Linked DNA regions of Mus musculus: region 1 is linked to region 2. A link is a contact called in public promoter capture Hi-C data. All regions are on one chromosome and are shown on one strand. The core of a region is the stretch at or near the end of the contact, and the rest is flanking DNA. Distances in the headings are between cores, read along the strand shown.

Evidence for each region. Capture Hi-C pulls out chosen DNA fragments and counts their contacts.
Region 1: a promoter capture Hi-C map of liver shows a contact between it and region 2, with 4 times the contacts expected there. The contact joins the promoter of 1700112J16Rik here to the promoter of Chsy1 in region 2. A contact is called at or near these places in 9 of 39 promoter capture datasets (the 3T3-L1 cell line, 3T3-L1-derived adipocytes, the HPC-7 cell line and 6 more), 5 of 484 Hi-C or Micro-C datasets (B cells, the Ba/F3 cell line, the HPC-7 cell line and 2 more), 1 of 115 datasets of contacts at active chromatin or transcription factors (extraembryonic endoderm stem cells) and 1 of 9 other capture datasets (liver).

What each region holds. Positions count from the first base shown.
Region 1 is chr7:67,220,580-67,223,760 of GRCm38.p6, forward strand. 1700112J16Rik (RIKEN cDNA 1700112J16 gene) reads right to left here and starts at 1,879. Exons shown (of 3, transcript NR_131044.1): 1 at 1,665-1,879. Lysmd4 (LysM, putative peptidoglycan-binding, domain containing 4) reads left to right here and starts at 1,965. Exons shown (of 3, transcript NM_175215.4): 1 at 1,965-2,050; 2 at 3,030-3,181. The coding sequence starts at 3,040.
Region 2 is chr7:66,108,136-66,110,898 of GRCm38.p6, forward strand. It overlaps Chsy1 (chondroitin sulfate synthase 1), which reads left to right and starts at 1,357. Exons shown (of 3, transcript NM_001081163.2): 1 at 1,357-2,092. The coding sequence starts at 1,776.

The sequences.
Region 1 (3,181 bases), core at 629-3,128, 1.1 Mb after region 2:
GCCAAAAGAAACCTTTTGATGGCCCGTGGGAAACCTCTAAAACAGTCCAACCCAGAAGGCACCGCACTCCCCAAGGATGTCTGAAGGGATGTGACTCCAGTTGACATCCACTTAACACAGCTCACCCTGTCCAACAGGTTCCTGTCTCCAGGAACTTCCCCATCCTCAGCCCTGAGGATGACTGTGATATAAATGAATTCAAGGAGGATTAAAGGTCACCTGACAAACTTGTCGCTGTGTAGAATAAGGCTGGGCACTCTAGACGTTCCTGTTAGGGCCCAGGCTCCATCAGTTTCAGCTGCTTTGACAAAGTGCCTCAGACTCATTCCCACAGTTCCATAAAAGGAAAACCAAGTCAAGGTGGAGGCGTGGTGTAGGTCTGGGGGGGCTGGGGCTGCCATCTAGGCACACACCTCACACTGCTGTCTTCACACTTGAGTATTCTCCTCTATAGACTGGGATCTGATATAATCCCTGCTAGTCTGAAGACCAAATGTTGCTGGGATGATCCCTGGTGAGTGTTCAGCACACACAGCTCATGAGGTAAGAGGGGAAAGCTGGCTACAATGAGAAGCATAAACATTCATTTTCCACGAAAGGAATTCATATTCAGGCTTGCCATAGACTGACTTGTGTCCCCTTTCCTTCCTGTTGAAACCCTACCCTCTGAAGTGAGCTTTTAAGGTGGAGCCTTAAAGAGGGGACTGGGTCAGTGCCCTTGTGAAGGGCTTGGCTTAGACTCTTTAAAAGAAATAAAAAATTAAAAGACAAAACTTTCGACATTCCATGGCAGTTCTGCTTAGCCCTGGAGTTCAGAGCCATATTCAGAAAGCTAAATAGTTGGCCCCTGCTACCTTGCATCCTCTATCCCAGGAGAAGGCTGGACTTGGGAGGGGACAACATGTTTGACAAGGGTTGAAGGATATCCGAGTGGATACCTCTGGTGATGGGGTGGGTCTCCACTAACTTGGGATCAGATCAGTGGACCTGTTCATGTGGCTGGGCACCTGGCCCACTCTGATAGGTGGGACATAGCGTTCATACTTCTCAGGCAGCCTCATCCAAGCCTGTAAACTGTCACAAACCACAAATACCTCAGTGGGAAACACATGTGCTGGGTATATTAGCGAGGCTCACCTCCTGGGTTGGGGGGCAAAGTAAACAAATGTTTAAACAGATGTTTAAAGCCAGAAAGAAGAGTCCTGTGGCTAGCAGAGAGGGCCATGACCTGGTGCTTTCCTGGCCTTAGACATTTAGAGTAAGACTTTTAGTTTTATTCTAAATCATAGGAAGAATTTCTGGGCTCTTGTTTCAATGTTGATTCCCAGACAGGCTTAGCACCTTGGTTCAGCGGCCAGCCATCTGCATTCTTTGGTGTAATGCCTGCCCACGACACTTAGTTTCTTCCTTATTCATTGGATGAGTCTTACTCCATTAAGGATTTTAATCTTGGTTACAAAACAATGCCACAGGTTCTCCGCCCTTTTCCAAATAGCAGGGACGCTCTGGCTGGCCAGATGATACATATTCTCCTTTATCCAATTCTGGTCTGTGTTGTCAGGGCAACATTTCACATCCCTGGACTTCTGTTTATCTCTGGGCAGGGGCTGGCAACCATTCGGCCCCTCAAAGGATACTGGGTCGAAGATTCAGGTTGAGGCTACCTGGGTCAGGCCTCTCGAGTGGCGCACCGCCGTACTGGGTACGCTCCTGGCCACGGATCAGGACGCACATGGGTCAAAGGTCTCTCCTGCCGGGAAGAAGACCGAGGCTTAGCAGAAAGCTGTGGCCACCGAGGAGGCCAAGATACCTGGCTCAGAAGGGGAAACCGGGAACAGCTGGGATAAATGACATAGGAGCACAAGTCCAGGGTCCACGCTGGAGCCCCGCCCATCAGGGCCCGCCCTCATTCTGACCTCTCAGCACCTCCCGGCTCTGCCAGGGCCCGCCCTCCTCTGAAGTCATTGGTTGGCTCTTAGTCCCCGCCCCCGGAAGACCTGCTTTTTGCAGCCAATCGGCGGGCGCGGTGGCGGTGAAGCCTGGGAGCGAGGTACCCGAACCTGGAGCAGGGTCTGCTGGGTTGACTTGGGGGGCCAGGGCTTCTGGCCCTGTCACTGTGGGCTCAGTGGAGGGCTGCCAATCCAGGGCCAGTGCCTGTGTCCACAGAGGGCTGGTGCCGGCTTGCGGGAGTGGCAGGATGTGTATTCTTTGGAAAGTTGGGGCCGGGCCTGTTTAGGCCCAGGGGCGGGGACGTCTGAAATTTGTTTTGTCTCCTGCTTAATGACAGCCCACCTGTCATTGGAGGGAAACTGAGGCCTCTTTTGGCCGCCCCGGGTGCCAGGGGCTCAGAATTTGAGACCAGAGGGAGATACCTGAGGTTGGCTGTTCCCTTAAAGGGCCATGCAGAAGGGACCGCCAGGAATGCCTGGAGTCTCATTCCAGCCATTTGGAAGGGAAAGGTTGGTTGTGGCTCTGGCGTTTGACTCCAGGTGGCAATAAGGGGACCGTGGGGGTGAAATGAGTCCAGAATGACTGTGAGAAACGGACAAATTGAAATTTGATAGGTTTTTCCATTGCTCATCAATTAGGTCACGTCAGCCAGGGTCAAAATAAGAGAACTATGGTTGTTCCCAGCTTCTGTCCTTTCCCCTGAAGACACCTTGGGATGCCTAATGAGGTTTTTGTCCAAAGATTCTAAGTGTAAGATTCTCAGTGTCAGAGAGCTGAGAACAGTTGTCACCTCACACAGTGCTGAGACACAGTGGTTTCTTCTGTGGGCTAGGGGAAGCACAGCTGGGGGTGGGGAAGAAGGGTGGGGAATCTTTTTTGCACACAGTAAGCACTTAGGGAAAGTATGATCTTATTCTGTGTCAGTATCAGGTGGACAGGTGTGAGGATGTCCTTCTGTCCTGATGCTGTTTGTTTGATATTGGCAATATTAGGAAGTTACTAACGAGACAGTCCTCTTTAGGAAGCCAGAGGAAAATGAATAGCATTTGTGTGGAATTAACTCCAGGTCTGATTTTCAGTTAAGAGAAAATGAGGCAGAAGGAAGTGTTAGCCAAGAGCTTCCAAGGTCCAGCTGCTGTCTGCAGGACTCCAAACAGCCACGTTTACATGTTCAACAATGGCAGCGGGGACTCTGGGGACTCCTCTGAGGAAGAGTCACATCAGGTGGTGT
Region 2 (2,763 bases), core at 107-2,606:
AGCCCCCATGTGGTTGCTGGGAATTGAACCTCTGGAAGTCAGTGCTCTTAACCGCTGAGCCATCTCTCCAGCCCCATTTTCTATCTTTTTGTTTGTTTCTTTGATTGATTAAATGAGAACTTCTTAGGCTCTGGGACCGTAGTTCAGAGGATAGAGTACTGGCCCAGTGTATCAGAGGTCCAGTGGCTGATCCCTGGCACCAGGGCTGGTAGCACACAGGCCTGGAATTCAGGTGACTCCAGTTCCATAAGCAAGAGGATCTGGAGTTCAAAACGATCTGCAGCTTCAGCTAGCACCTGGGCTCTATTAGAGCAGGTCCAAGTGGCTACTTTGCGATTATAATCCTAACACATTGGTGACTAAGAAATAAAATTGGTATTTACAAACATTTGTCATGTGGGCACCCAAGTTGAAGGGCTTTCGTTTTTAACAAAACGTATAAAAGTTAAGACAGAGCAAATATAGGGAAACTGGTATCCAACTTAAAAATCCATTCAGCGAGCCTAACTTACTTGGAGACCTCCAGAATAGTAAGAGATCCTGTTTCAAAAAACTAGGTGTATGGCTCCCGAGAACCCATCCCCCACACCACGTACACAATCCATATCCGTTTTATAAATCTACTCTTAAAAATACTGACAGACTTAGGTGAGGGGGGTACTAACCAGCTCTCTGCTCACTGGGACTAAATACAGGTATTTATCATCTAGTGGTAACTCACCCACCCATCTCTTCAATATCCATTTAAAAAACTAATATGCCGGGCTTGGTGCCGCTCGCCTTTAAGCCCAGCGCTCGAGAGGCAGAGACAGATCTCAGATTCTCTGAGTTCGAGGGCAGCCCTAGCTACTTAGCGAATTCACGTTTCGCTCCCCAGCCCGCAAATCCCCTAGCGTTCCTAGGTGAACTGTGGCCGTGTGTGGCTCCAGCCCCGCCTGCAGCGTACAAAGCTGCAGTGTGGACCCCGCTGTCCTGGCCACCGAGTCGGGAGGTCGGCCCGGGGAGGGAAGGGCGTGGCGGCTCTCGGGGCATCTGGGGAGCCGGTCAACTCAGTCCACGTGCGGTGCCGGACCGCCGGCTCCCAATGCTGGCGACGGGGGCGTGGCCGCGGGTACCGGGCAGTGGGGGTTGGAGGGACGCCCGCCCCGCTGTCGTCGATGCTATCCCACGCCCCTCCTGCCTGGCCGCAGACTGCGGGGCGGGTGCTTTTTTTTTTTTTTTTTTGGTTAAACTTTGGCCACGTGAACTGCCCCCCATTCACTTTTGCGCCAATCACGAGGCGCGGACGGATCCCGAGAGGGGCCACGGCACGCCGCCGGCGGGCCGCTTCTTAACGCGCGGTGCGTGACGTGAGGGGCTCCTTTGCAATGGCGCGCTAAGCCGGAGGATGTGCAGCTGCAGAGGCGGCGCAGGGCACCGAGAGGGCGGGCGCAGCGCGAGCCGAGCCGAGCCAGCCGGGGGACGCGAGCCGCGGGAGCCGCTGTCGCCTCGCGCCGGAGTCGCCGGCCGCGCGCGCGGGGCATGGTCCCCTCTTAAAGGCGCAGGCCGCGGCGGTGCGGGCGGGCGCGCGGAACAAAGCGCCGGCGCGGGGCCTGCGGGCGGCTCGGGAGCCGCGATGGGCGCGGCGGGCCCGCGGCGGCCGCGGCGCTGCCCGGGCCGGGCCTGGCGGCGCTAGGGCGGGCTGGCCTCCGCGGGCGGGGGCGGTGGGCTGAGGGCGCGCGGAGCCTGCGGCGGGGACAGCGGGACAGCGGCCCGGCGGGCGGAGGGGCGCGGGCATGGCCGCGCGCGGCCGGCGCGCCTGGCTCAGCATGCTGCTCGGGCTCGTGCTGGGCTTCGTGCTGGCCTCGCGGCTCGTCCTGCCCCGCGCCTCGGAGCTGAAGCGAGTGGGCCCGCGGCGGCGCCCCAGTCCCGAGGGATGCCGGCCAGGGCAGGAGGCGTCGCAGCCCGGCGGGGCGCGCGGCGATGCGCGCGGGGCGCAGCTCTGGCCGCAGGGCTCGGCCGCGGAGGGCGTCCCGCGCGACAGGAACTTTCTCTTCGTGGGAGTCATGACAGCCCAGAAATACCTGCAGACCCGCGCCGTGGCCGCCTACAGGTGAGCCCCCCTTTCGTGGATGCCATCGCCTGCATCCGGCATCCTGGCTGGCGGGCGGGCGGCGTTACGGGTTCCCCGGAGGCTTCTCTGGTAGCTGCCAGCGGCTCAGCGCAAAGGCAGCAGGGCTTAGGATGGTGAGCATCTCTCAAGGGCAAGGCTTTGGGATTGAGTACGCTGGCCTCAGTGTGTGTGCCTCTCAACCTCATCTCCAGGGAGACACGTAAGCTTTCTGTGTTCAAGACTTCTTTGTTAAAAGGAACGAGTCTCCCCCATAAGGTGGTGGCGAAATTCAATGTTGTACCTGCGATAGTGGAGGCAGAGTTATAATTTGAGTCTCTAAAATAGGCACTTTGTCATTTCGAAGGGAGAGCCCGCTTAAATTAACCTGGCTAGGGCTCCTCCGTACTGTACTTTAAGATTCTCACTTTTGGTGAGCGTTTCCACTCTGCCTTTGAGCAACACTCTGGTTTGTTAAGTAGAGAAAAAGAACCTTGAGGAAAAACAGTTTGTGTGATCGATTTAGTCATTGTAAGACTGCAGCCTGGTGTTCCCCAGCGCAGCCACCAAGGCGTATGCGTGGTAGGAAGTAACTGGGCCCTAGTAGGCTAAAGGAGTCAGTAGAAGTGGCAGCGATCATGTTCAGGATTAACAAAGGGATTAGCCAAAGCTGC